Regions from separate parts of the Mus musculus genome. Here region 2 is linked to region 1. Evidence: chromatin contacts called from public promoter capture Hi-C data. All regions are on one chromosome and are shown on one strand. Each heading gives the region's core, a stretch centred on a gene start, on an enhancer-like site or on the middle of the called end of the contact. The rest is flanking DNA. Distances are from core to core; before and after follow the strand shown. Region 1 holds the start of Rgs10 (regulator of G-protein signalling 10). Region 2 holds the start of Bag3 (BCL2-associated athanogene 3).

The links. Capture Hi-C pulls out chosen DNA fragments and counts their contacts.
Region 2: a contact with region 1 is called in a promoter capture Hi-C map of adipose tissue. The contact joins the promoter of Bag3 here to the promoter of Rgs10 in region 1. A contact is called at or near these places in 9 of 39 promoter capture datasets (the 3T3-L1 cell line, 3T3-L1-derived adipocytes, the C10 cell line and 6 more), 4 of 484 Hi-C or Micro-C datasets (CD4 T cells, CD8 T cells and embryonic stem cells), 8 of 115 datasets of contacts at active chromatin or transcription factors (the SCID.adh cell line, SST interneurons, T-cell acute lymphoblastic leukemia and 4 more) and 3 of 9 other capture datasets (adipose tissue, liver and macrophages).

What each region holds. Positions count from the first base shown.
Region 1 is chr7:128,413,698-128,419,914 of GRCm38.p6, forward strand. It overlaps Rgs10 (regulator of G-protein signalling 10), which reads right to left and starts at 4,475. Exons shown (of 5, transcript NM_026418.2): 1 at 4,369-4,475. The coding sequence starts at 4,417.
Region 2 is chr7:128,518,504-128,525,068 of GRCm38.p6, forward strand. It overlaps Bag3 (BCL2-associated athanogene 3), which reads left to right and starts at 5,080. Exons shown (of 4, transcript NM_013863.5): 1 at 5,080-5,541. The coding sequence starts at 5,356.

The DNA.
Region 1 (6,217 bases), core at 3,225-5,724:
CTCAGAGTTCTGGAGATCCAGCCCTGGTCCTGATGTTGAATAAACATCCCTTCACCAACCTGCTCTCTTTCTATGCTCCATCCGATGCATTCCTTGAGAACAAAAGGAATGTGTTCCTGAAGGGTCAACCTCACATCTGGTAGTCCGGAATATAGCTTATAATGATCAATACTTTCTGAGGAATGAGCTAAGCTAAGCACCTGATCAAGAGGTGCTGAAAGGAAAAAAGGGAGCCACTGAAAACAGGTGACAATCGCTGAGAATATACGGCAACCCAATAAGGAAAAAAGGCACAAAGGGATGAATGGAAGGAAGGAGCAACTCAATGGAGGAGACTGACATCTCAGGACGGCTGGCTGAGGAAGCTGGGAAGGAAAGGGGACTGTAAGATTCGAGAAACGAAAGCTTTTAGTCACAGGTTTACAATGAATTGAGGGGGAAATAAGACCAGGAATTCCCAGATGGAGGAGAAGGGCAGGGGGGAAGCTGTCACCCGCATATTTATTCATTAACTATTTAACAAGGTGGCTGAGGAGATGTGTATCCAGGTAGCTCCAGAGGAGGGCCCAAGACAGGTTAATCTTGTATGCTTCTTTGGAGATGAGTAGCCCTAAAGTAGTCCCCCGTTCCTGGGGTCCCAATTTCTGAGACAACCCACTCTTGGGCTCAGAGGACCAGTCAGGCCCAGAAGGACACCCTCAAGGAGACAGGGATAACCAATAGCTCTGCAGGCAGAGCAAGGGGCAGTAAACTGGGTTGAAAAGAAGGACAGATCAGACAGAGAGGCAGCAAGGCGACCCTGAGCACTCAGCATGGCCCTCAAGAAATGGGAGCCAGGTCCAAAGAAAAAAATTGTCCCTGAATGTCTGCACAGACTGTTTCACGTAGTAGACGCCTCCTGACAGCTCTTATCAAGGGGCTGCTGCTATTGCCTGCCTGAGGCCCCTCTTCTCTCACTGCCACCCGCCGGGCTGCTGCAGTGGACAGCTAGCTATCTGGGGGAAGCAGAAGCGACCACAATAAATTTAGTACCGTCTAAACGAGTCCTCAGAAGCCAGCATTAGGAGGGTTTCCCAGGAAAGCAAGGGGCAGGCAAGCAAGGGGCAGGCAAGCAAGGCTCTAGGCAATGGCCAGCTCAGACCCTGCCTGGGCATCTAAGAAAATGAAAGACAAAATATGGACAAGTGACAGCCATTGAAGCCACATCGCACCTCCTGTCCACCCATGTCATCCACAGGCTGCTCATAGTGGAACCCAAGCAGATCGAGCTGACGTCATCTGGACAAAAAGGCCATCTCCTCCTGGCCTCTCCACATTTGGAGGCTAGCCTTGCTCTCTTCCAAGCCCCAGGTCCACCCCATGAGTCTCTACAGAGGAAAGTTTCCCTAACTGCCAAGACGCTCCACTGTAAAACTGTTAAGAACAAATTCGTTAAATTTCTGTACAGACTAAAAACATAAGCCCAGCAGTAACTCTGAAAGCTTTGCCAAGGTTTAATAGGATAATGTAAAGCGGACTTCTCTGACAGACCACCCAGCAGTCTGCCTGGAGGGGTGTGGCTTTTACTTTGGTTCTGAGGTAGGCGCTCCTCAGGTGTTAGCAGTGTGGGTTGTGGGTACAAGCCAGGGTCCTCTGGGGGTTCCTCACACTTCAGCACAAAAATCACTTGGGGTACTTGCTAAAAAACGAAGCTGTGACTCTTCCTGCTCCCCTTGGTTCCCCAAGATGGAACTGGGGTCTGACTTTTATCAAGGCCCCCTGCTTCCCCTACCTGATAGGCAGAACATAGAGCCTCCAACTGCGAACCTTAGAAACAGGTGGGGCTTCCAGCTCTCTACTTACAGATGCCATCTTTGATGAGATTTAACTCTTTCAGCCTCACATAGAATGCTCTGGGGGAGAGAGGCTTGCAGTCAAGCCCAGCCCAGGCTCCCGCAGGGGTACGGCCAGCTTTGGTGGGGCTTCAGTAGGATACTCTGGAAAACCTCTTTAAAAGCGAAGTTCAGGCGGGGTGTTGCTCTGGGGCAGGCCATTTGCCTACATATACAAGGCCTTGGGCACACCTCTAGCACCACAAGAAAAAAAAAAAAAAACATCAAAATTACCTTCTCCCAAATCCTTAACTGTCCTGCAGACGGCTTGCCTGCTGCACAGCATCTCTGTAAGGAGCCCTCACCCTCCCTCCTTTCTCACTTGGCTCCTTTTCTTGATGTTGGGTGGTGATGATAGTGACCAAACTGGCAGGGGCTCGTGTCCTTTCACAGGGCAGCAGAACTTATACCCACAGATTTCAAGGAAATTGGGCTCTGGCCATATAGACATCCAACACCAAGCACTGCTATTTCCCTGCTGGCCTTTGTATCACTGGTGTGGGCAAGCTTCATCAGGGTTAGTCTGTTGCCCTGGAACAGATACATGCTAGCAATGACTGTGAAACTGCCTTTCAGTTTGGGATTGCAATCTGGCCGTATGCAAAAGCATCCCAAATCCAGGTATCTGTCACAATTCAGTGGTTCTATTTGTATTATATTCTGGCCAAATATAATTTTAAGCAGCAAGCAACCTAGGCAAGGCTAGACGGAACTCCCCTACATGATGGAAAAAGAAAGAAAAGGAAACTAGTAAGCCCCACACCTTTATCATGTATCCAGCATTGCACTTGGGGCTTCTCAGGTTTAACTGCTGATCCTACTATTAGTAATGTAAGCATATCCTTATCAGAATTAAAACCTGTAGTTAATGGCTAGCAACACGGTTCAGTGGGTAAGGATGCTTACATCCAAACCTGACGGCTTGATTTTGACTACTGGGACCTATCGGTAGAAGAAAACTGATTTCCATAAGTCATCCTCTAACCTCCACATACAAGCTGTAGCATGCAAACACACATATGCACACACACACACACACAGAGACGCACACGAGCACACACATACACATGATAAATATGATCTAAAATAAAATTTAAGTATGTAGTTAAGTCCACAGCTTCCTGAAATCCACTGTTCCAGCCTTGATGTCTGACATATGTTGATATGTCCCACCACAGTTCATTTCAGTCCACCTATGACGTAGCAACCAGTTCCCAGATGCCCTGAACATTTAGCAATTGGTTCTTGCAAGCTACACTGAGCCAGCACCAGCACAGCTCTGCGGCACAGAAAGGTCCAAGGACATTCATTATTCAGTGTGGCGGAGTGGCAGAGTCAAGGTTGGAGTTTAACTCCGGTGCCTAGAATCTGACCACCACTCAGTGTCAGCCATCAGCATCACAAGGGAATGTGACCACTCGGGAACACTAATGGAGCATTTCAACGCATATTAAGACAACAGTGCAAACTCTTTACAATAACTCTATGGAATCTGACTTTAGTGGGGTTGTCTTAAATAATTAATGAAATGATTTGCATGTGGCTGATGGGGGGGGGGGAGTCTCCAATTAAGCACTTAAAGCTACCCTTTGCACATCCCCAGTCACAAAGAAGTTGCACAGCTGTCGAGTGGTGGCCAAGGGATTGGGTCTATGTCTGATTGCAGCCGCTTAACCACGTTTGATATTTACGTGAAAAGAGGAAACCGGCTAAAGCGTAGTGAATCTCTGGGCGACAGAAAAGCAAGCCTTTGAACCCCGAACCCAGAGTCAAGCAAATAAACCTACGTTTAAAAAAATCCATCAGCTAAGAGTAGAGCAGGTTACCCAACACCCTGGCTTTAGAGCCCCACCCCTCCGACGCGGCTGCTCTAATGGTGAAGACAAGAGAAAGCACACAAGGTGTCAACACAGCTCCTGGCCACAACCTAAGCCATCAAAGAGTGTTAGGTGTTATTAAGAACAAAAAGGATGGCACGATTCAAATCACCATTTCTGCACCGTGGGTTCTTTGTCTTGCCAAGTTGCCCCAAACTGTGGGTCAGGCAGGTTCAGGGGGAAAAACAAAGTGACTCCCCCGCCGTGTCACACAAGTTCCTCCCCCGCCCTGGTGTGCAGCCACCTTGGGACTCCACTTTTTTTGGCGCCGCGGGGCCGGCCACTCCGGGGATGCAGAGGTCCGGCGGAGCATCCTTCCCATTCCGCCCGAGAAAGAGGCTGCACGCAGGAGGGAAGCCTGGCTTCCCACGCTGCCTCGGAGTGAGGGGCTGTTAATGTGTCTCCCGTGGTTCCCAGACCTTCTCTAGAAAGAAAGCTGCTCTGACTCCCGCTTCAAGCCCAACTTCCTCCCCGGGCGGCTCCCCGGCTCTGCGCTCCCGCCGCGGCTGGGACAGAGCGAGCGGGGAGGAGCGCGGCTGCTGTCCGGGCGGCACAGCGAGCCGCGCCAGGGGACCCGGCGACCCCGTCCTTCCCGCGCCCAAGCGCCCGCAACCGCTTACCAGACGGCGGCCGCTTCCTGCTCAGTCGGCTCACGGCGCGGGTGAACATCGCCGCGGGCGTCCAGAGGACGGAGCAGCCGGGCAGCGCGGCGGCTAAGCCCGAAGAGGGCAAGGAGGAGGAGGAGCCCGCGCGACGCCGCCCCTCCAGGCTCCGCCCGCCGCCTCCTCCCCGCCGCGCTCCCCTCTCCCTGCCCACCCGCGCCCGTGGGCACTGGGTCCAGCCCTCAGTTACCCGCGCAGGGCAGGGCGCGGTGGCCCCGGGTGACCCTCAGCTCCCGCGCACATCCCGGTCCCTCCCCTCGCGGCCTGGAGACATACAGCGTTCGGTGTCCCTGCCAGGCCCGAGTCACCTCCCAGATCGCCCCCGGGTCTACCCGATTCCGTGGGCGCGCGGCCTGCTCACGCCGCGAATGCCCGGGAGGCGTCACCAGAGTCCCGAGCCAAGCCGCCGCGAGTGGGCGCCCACTCTGGCCCACGCCACGCCTGTGCCGGGGCTTCCAAGCCCCGGGACAAACCTCGGAGAACGCTGTCTGGAGCCTCTGCGGTTTCAGAGTGGATCTGAGCGCGCCAGCACATTTTTTAACTTGGACGACACTTGGGTGCAGTCTCAGGAGAACCTTTGCGCTCAACTACCGGAATCCTGTAGATCCCAGCGCCGGGCTCAACGCTCCTCCTGGTGCCAGTCACCTGCTCAGCGCCGCGCTCCACGCTCATCTAGTTTCCCATTTCTTTTTACCAAACAGCCCAAGAGGGGGGTGTCGTTAGCCCCATTTTCTTGAGCATTCGGTTTGCAAGGAATTGTCTTTCTGGCGAGTTTTATTTTTCTCCTTGTGGGTCTGGCTTTGTCTCGAAATTGGTCTTTATTTTTAGCTGTGCTAATTGCTATTTTTCTAAACCATTCCCCAGTCGCCCCCCCAACCCCCCGCGCGCGTTCTTTCGCAGGATTTTCACTAGTTGGCACTTTCCTTTATATCTTCTATTCTGAGCTTCCCATTTTGCTCTATTTTCCTCCCTTTTTGTCCACCCTGCAGTCCCAACGCCACCTCAGCCCTGGCCCTCTGTGGTTATTCACCATCTCTCTGCCTACCCTTCCCCACTCCATCATTTCCAAACACGGCCATTTGTGCTATCCAAAGAGGATGTTCCGTCCCCTGAAGGCTGCAGAGGTCTTCAGCTGCGGCTTGCAGGTGAGCACCATCAGTGTGGCTTCCAAGCCGGGGTTTCTGAATGTCTCCAGCTGCTATTGCCGCCCGCCCCCCCCCCAAGCTTCCTGGCCATTGAAATAGCTCTTGGGTCATAGGCTCTGTAAAAGCTGAGCCTAAACCGACACAGACACAGACATAATGGTGCTCTCCTTTAATCCCAGCAACCCCAGCACTCCGGAGGCAGAAGCAGGAAGATTCTTTGAGTTAGAGGACACCCTGATATACATAGCAATGTCTAAGGCAGCTACATAGAGAGTCAGAAGGAAGGAGTCAGAAGGGAGGGAGGGAGGGAGGGAGGGAGGGAGGGAGGGAGGGAGAGAGAGAGGGAAAGAGGAAGGGAAGGGAATGAAGGAAGGAAGGAAGGAGAGAGAGAAGGCAAAACCAAACCATCCCAGTGGGATCACTGCATTCTGAGAACAGTAACAAAATTTTCCCTGCCCACCTCCATTGAAAGCGTCCCCAGAGGCTGATCACAAATACACCGAAGCTAACACAGGAAAGGAGGAGACTCTAGCACAATGGAGTAGAAGTTAGACACAGGCAGCCAAAGCCAGCAGCACTAGCAGCCAGGTTCTTCCCACCGTGCCGGCAGCAAGCCTGGTGTGGTCTAAGACATGCTCCGAGGGAGGCCGTACTGAGAGAAC
Region 2 (6,565 bases), core at 3,830-6,329, 110 kb after region 1:
GTGGCCATTGTCAGCTCTTTTGGACTTAGAGTCACCGTTCAAACACACTTCTAATTGACTGAGAAGGAAAGGCCCACTCTGCCTGTGAGCAGCTGGGGCCCTGGACTGAACCAAAGAAAGTGATTTTTCCAGAGGACCTGAATTCAGTTCCTGGTGTCCATATCTTTTGGCTTGCAACTGTCTATAACTTCAGCTCCAGGGATGCCCTACCCTGGCCTCCATCATGCAATATACACACATTCACATAAAAATACATCTGTATTCCCACATGATGGTGACCAACTTTAATCTCAGCACTCAGGAGGCCAAAAGAGAATCTCTTACATACTGTATGGATACAGCACCTGTCAATAAAATACCAACGGCCTATAGGAAAGGATAGAATAGAATAGAAGGTGGGACATCTGGGAGGCAGAAAGGGTTCTAGGATAGAGCTGAGCTTGAGAGGATTCACCCAGGACATGAAGGAGGACAGACACATAAAAGCTAAGCAGAGGCAGCCAGCCGTGGGGCAGATATAATATAAATATAAGAAAGCCTTAGAGTTGTTATTTCTGGGAACAGGGGCACAGTTTACAGTAAATACCCGACAATAGATCACTTAAGTTTGAAACTAGCCTGGTCTACAAAGAGAGCTCCAGGCTAGCCAAGGCTACAAAATGAGACTCTGTCTCAAAGAAAACAAAACAAAATCGGTACAAATAAACAAAACAAGGAAAAACAAACAAACCTGATCAATCATTTACAGTTATAGCATTCATTCCCTTGTAGGTTTTTTTTTTTGGGGGGGGGGGGATGCAGAGAGTGAACCGGCACAGCAGAATTGTCTATGATTAGAGGCCAGATGTTTGTTACAGGCTGTACCTGCCACACAGGAGGTCAGAGAGTGCAGGGCAGCTGTGTTGGAGCACACACAGACGTCAAGTTTTAATGACAAACAGATGCAACATTAGAGCGATAGTCTGAAATGCAGCCGCTCAGCCATACTGATCGCCCTGCCACCTCCACCCGGGTGTATTTATAGAATGCATCACGAGTCTCCATAGCATAACCAGACCGCACATCTCTTCCCCCCACTCCTCACCAACACCTGCTGCCTGTGCCACAGCTCTCTCAAGCCATGTCTCCCACCTACGAATTCTTCGGATGCCCATGCCTTCCTGAAGGCTGCCCACTGTGAAAAGGGCTCCTGGGAGGGAGTGGCTGGGGAAGGCGTGCCTAGCTAGCTGCCTGCAACTCGTTCTCTCAGATAGCATCTCAAAGGCCAACAAATAGGATTTGAAATGATCAATGCTGTGCATAGATCTGAGAGAACTGGCTGGTCTCGACGCCAGCTCATGTTCCATTAGAAGTGGATTAAATCACCCTGGGCATTGAAATCTTTTGGGTGACATTTTCATTTAAAAATCATAGCTGGGCTTGAAGCCCACTTGTCTGCGACCTGAAGTATGAGTCAGGCCAGCTGGGACCTGCCACTGATTGGCTGACTTAGGATCTTTCATTGTAGCTGCCTACTGTGCGTGCGTTGTCTTGGCTTTGAGGAAAATCGTGTACACCAAGCTATGCTTCTCAATTACAGTTTTTAACTTTTTTTTTTTTAATTTTTTATTTTGGTGACTAGTAGATCTGTACCACTGACTCATGTACCGTATGTACTGAATGCCAGATTAATAGTGTGGGCCGGAGTCAATCAATGAAATCCAGATCCCACCTCCAACCAGGCAAAGCTCCACGCACACATCTCTCAAGTCAAGCTGCCACACCCATGAAAAGGAAACTGTGTGCTGAGTAGCCCAGGACCTCCTGGGAGCACTACTCCAATTCTTGTCCCTCTGTAATCTCGGCAGACCTTGAGCTTTTGATCCTCCTGCCTCAGCCTTCTACATATCTGGGATGGAAGGTCTCCCTTGCTAGGTCTGGTCTGATTTGGGCTCCTAAGAGCAACACAGAGACAGGCCGAGCTGTGGTGTGGTTCCAAAGAAAACAGCAGGCAAATGCAGAGGGTGAGGAGTTGGGATGGCCCATTAGTCCTGCCCTGGGGTTGGATCCAGGGGTTGAGGAGAATGACCATCAGGGGACTGGTTCATTGGTGTGATGGTTTGTATATGGCTTGGACCAGGGAATGGCTCTATTAGGAGGTGTGGCCTTGTTGGAGTAGGTGTGTCACTGTGGGTAGGGCTTAAGAGCCTCATAGCTGCCTGGAAGTCAGTCTTCAACCTTCCGATGAAGATGTAGAACTCTCAGCTACTCTTGCACCATGCCTACCTGGATGCTGCCATGCTCCTGCCTTGATGATAATGGACTGAACCTCTGAACCTGTAAGCCAGCCCCCATTGAATGTTGTCCTTAGGAGAGTTGCCTTGGTCATGGTGTCAGTAAAACTCTAACTAAGACAGTTGAATATGGGGTGTCTCAGAAGAAAGGTTGGCCTTGAACAAGGTGGTTTCTGTCACTTAGGCTAATCCCAGAAAACAAGGTTGGTCTACATGAAGGTGAGCATGTTAGTAAACATTTTAAAGCCTATTTCTTCATCCACACAGATTTTAGTAAAAATTCCTGTCTTGTTGGGTGTAGTGGTGCACACCTTTAATCCCGTCACTCAGGAGACGGGGGCAGTCAGATCTCATCAGGTTTGAGAGCATAGTCTATGTATCACATTCCAGGACAGCCGGAGCTACATAGAAAGACTCTTATCTCAAAACAGCAACAACAACGAAATGTCTGTGTTCCTTTGGCACTGCCGACAGAGAAACGGGACACGTCCTCACCGCTTCTCACAGTATTCCCGGCAGTGGGTAGAACCAACTTTTCATGCCTAAACGGAAATGTAAGCGGCACATCATGGCTTCCACCACAAAGATCAAATGTGAGAGCCCACGTAAAGTCATTAACGTAGCACCTGACAGCGATTACCCAATAAGCACTAGCCATTATGAGTGTTGTTTTTAATAATTATTATTTACCACACACTGTGCTGGAGGATGGGGACACGGTGGTGATCAAGATCCTGCTCCTGCTCTTAAAAACTCAGCCCATTAAGTAAATCAAACAAACAAGCATTTACAGTGTAAAGCAATTGGTAGGGTGGGACAGGATGTGGATGGTCAGAGGACTAATGGGGGGGCAGCAGGATGTGTGTATGTGTGTGTGTGTGTGTGTGTGTGTGTGTGTGAAGGAGTGTATGCTAAAGGGAATGCTGGGAAAAGCCAAGCTGCCCAGGAGATGATGGTTGGAGTGGATAGAAGGGTTTCCATCCTGGTGGTGGAAGCAGTGTGTGCAAGATACAGTTCAGCAGGGTCAGCTGAAGTATGGACCAGGGAAAATGAGGAATACACCTTTGTGCACCAGACCAAGGAGAGTGGACTTGGTGGGTGCTTGAAAAGGCCTCTCTGGCTGCTATATGGGCAAGAGGTTTAGAGGCAAGCCCAAAGGCTGAAGAACCCATTAGGGTGCTGTGAAGGATCCAGGTGAAAGCGTAAGATGGCTGGGACGGAAGAAAGAGAAGAGTCACAGAGTCAAGAAATACTTAGCAAGATAGGAATGGATGGTAGGAACGAAGGGGCAATTTGAGGACAAAGTGGGGGTGCGGGAGAGATGACTTAAGAGCATTTGCTACTCTTATAGAGGACCAGGTTCAGTTCCCACAAGGAAGCTATAAACATCTATAACTACAGTTTCAGGGCATGCAATACCCTCTTTGGACCTCGGAAGGCATTGCACAAGCCGGCTCATACATATAAAATAAATCTTTATTTATTTTTTTTAAATATTTTTTAAATAGGGCATTGCTAGGCGTAGTAGATGGTAGTGTGCACCTTTAATCTCAATACTTGGGAGGCAGAACTATATAGATAGACCATATCTTTAAAAAAATATCCACAGCCAAGCAGTGGTGACACATGCCCTTGATCCCAGCACTTGGGAGGCAGAGAGATGGATCTCTGTGAGTTCAAGGTCAGCCTGGTCTACATAATTAGCTAGTTCTAGGACAGCCAAAACTACACAAAGATACCTTGTATTGAAAAACAAGCGAAAAAATTCACTTTGTATTCAGTCTTCAATAAACATCAATCTTTATTCCTTTATTGAAGATGGACTCTGGATTTAGCCACGTGCTGGGTGGGTTCAGGTATAAAGAAGCAAAAGACAGACACTGACCAGTGAGTGAATCTAAGTGTCTAGACCTTTCAATGTGACTATCAAATGATAATAAGTCAATATTCCCACATTTGGGCTTATACAGGTGTGTTTGGTGGCACCAGGCAGTACCTGAAGGCTAACTATGTTAATACTTATACTGAGGCTTTGAGACTTCAAAGTCAGTAAGAAGGTCTTTGGAAGTAAAAAAAATCAGCTTGTTGGAAATGTCTGGCAGAGTCCTCTAGTATTTGCCACAGAGTAAAAATCGGAGGGGAAGAGGCCAGAGATGTATCTTTGAAGGTCCCAGGACATTCTCTGAATCTGAGTCAGGAAATTGGCCTCAGTATTGGTTCCAGGTGTTTCTGAAGTCTAGTCACTGTGCGAAAGTGCCTATATAGAAGGCCAAGAGCACAAAGTTGTCACTTTAGTCCTTGCTTCTTCAGTTTTCCAAAGCAGGCAGGTGAGTTTCCACAGCTCTTTCTTTTTGTTGTGACCTCAGATCAGCATTCCAGAATTTCTCAGAAGTCATAAGGCCCTTGAGAAAAAGTTACTAAAAACGTCACTGCAGGACGCCAGCGTCACTGAGTGTGAAGAGAGAGAAAGAACTAGACTTTCCGAGTTTAAAGATGATTTAGTCCTTACACAAAGGTGGGGCCCCAGGTGTCGGCCCTTGGACTGCTAACCCCGGGACACCCCCACGCGGCACGAAAGAGTGGTGGGGAGTCCGGAGACAGAAACCAGCCAGAGAGCACAAGGACACCGGTGCGTGTCAACCTGGCGCGAGGCGCACAGGCCCCAGGACACACACAGGACAGGGATAGGGAGGGACAGCCTGGGTAGTCTAGGAGAAGGAGGGGCGGGTGACAAATCCCCGCCTCCGATCCCTCCCAAGGTCCCGCCCCGCCGCGATTATAGCCTATGACTCAGGGCGGAGCTCCGCATCCAACCCACGGCGGCCGCCAAGTTCTCTGGATGGGACCAGAAGTTTCTAGCCGGCCAGTTGCTGCCTTCTCTTTATCTCCTCCTTCCCCTTTGGCAGCTAGGAGGCTATTTCCAGACACTTCCACCCCTCTTCGGCCACGTCACCCAGTCCTTTAATTCATAAAGGTGCCCGGCGCCGGCTTCCCGGACACATCGGCTACACAGAGGTGCCCGCACTCCACGACCTCGTGACCCGCGCCCTAGCTCTGCGCCCCGGGCGGACCCTAACCCAGCATGAGCGCCGCCACCCAATCGCCCATGATGCAGATGGCGTCCGGCAACGGAGCCAGCGACCGAGACCCCCTGCCCCCGGGCTGGGAGATCAAAATCGACCCGCAGACCGGCTGGCCCTTCTTCGTGGACCACAACAGCCGCACCACGACGTGGAACGACCCGCGTGTGCCCCCCGAGGGCCCTAAGGTGAGTGGAGCTTGCCGTCCCACCTCGACGGCGAAGGGGCCTGGTCGAGCCAGGGCTATGCGAGTCACCCCACCCCGCGCCCTGCTGCGCAAGGAGAGTCCTTAACCATATCCGCCTCGAACGGGCGTCGGGCCGCAGAGAGCCGCAGGCAGGGTGGCCTTGGACGGTAGCCAGCGGGGTGCGACCCGCGTGGTGACATCGGGTGGTTTTCCACAGCCTCTTGCGAAGGGCGAAGGGCAGTGGTGGCCTGAGCTGCGGTGCGCCGCGTCCCAGGGAAGGGCGACCGGCCTGATGAGCGGCTGAGGCCCAGGCCAGGCCCGGCCGCCGCCTCTCTGTCCCGCGCGTCCCGTGCTGAGACCCTGGGCTCCCTCCGGTGCTGATGGCGCACGGCCAGGATTGAAAGGCTGCTGAGTGGAGTCTCCTGTGGGGATTTCACTTTCAAATTCAGAACTTAGTTGAGGCTTATCTTGAGTTTACTGGATCTTAGGCATAGAGTGACTCAGGAGGCTCGAGTAAATAAGTTATTTTCCCCCATTAAACTTATTATTACTGGTCGAAACTGCTTTCAGTTAGAGAAAATTCTGATACTACCACTATTTTTTTTTAAGATACTCTTTCTGACAGTTCCAAAACTAAAGATCAGACATTGTATCACCATACTTAGCCACTGCCTTAAGACTCACACTGGAGTGAAAGAATGTATTTTTAATGGCGTGATTCCTTGTTGTCCTTTTCAAATACTGGAGTTTTGTTACCAGAAACAGCTGAGGAGTCTGGTGAACACTAGGTGTATGCTTCATTTGCATAGATATTCAGGTTTGTGTACTTCAATCTAAAAAGCAAGAAAAATTGAAAATACAAATTTGGAATGAAGCCCAGCCTGGTTCAGGCCTGTCATCCCAGCACCCAGGAAGCTGTGGCGAGAGGATCTTGAGTTCAAGTCTAGCCAGGGCTATATAATCGGAGTCTATCTCAAAAGTTATTAAGTAATTAAGTTGGAATGAAACTAGCCTGTGTTGCAAAA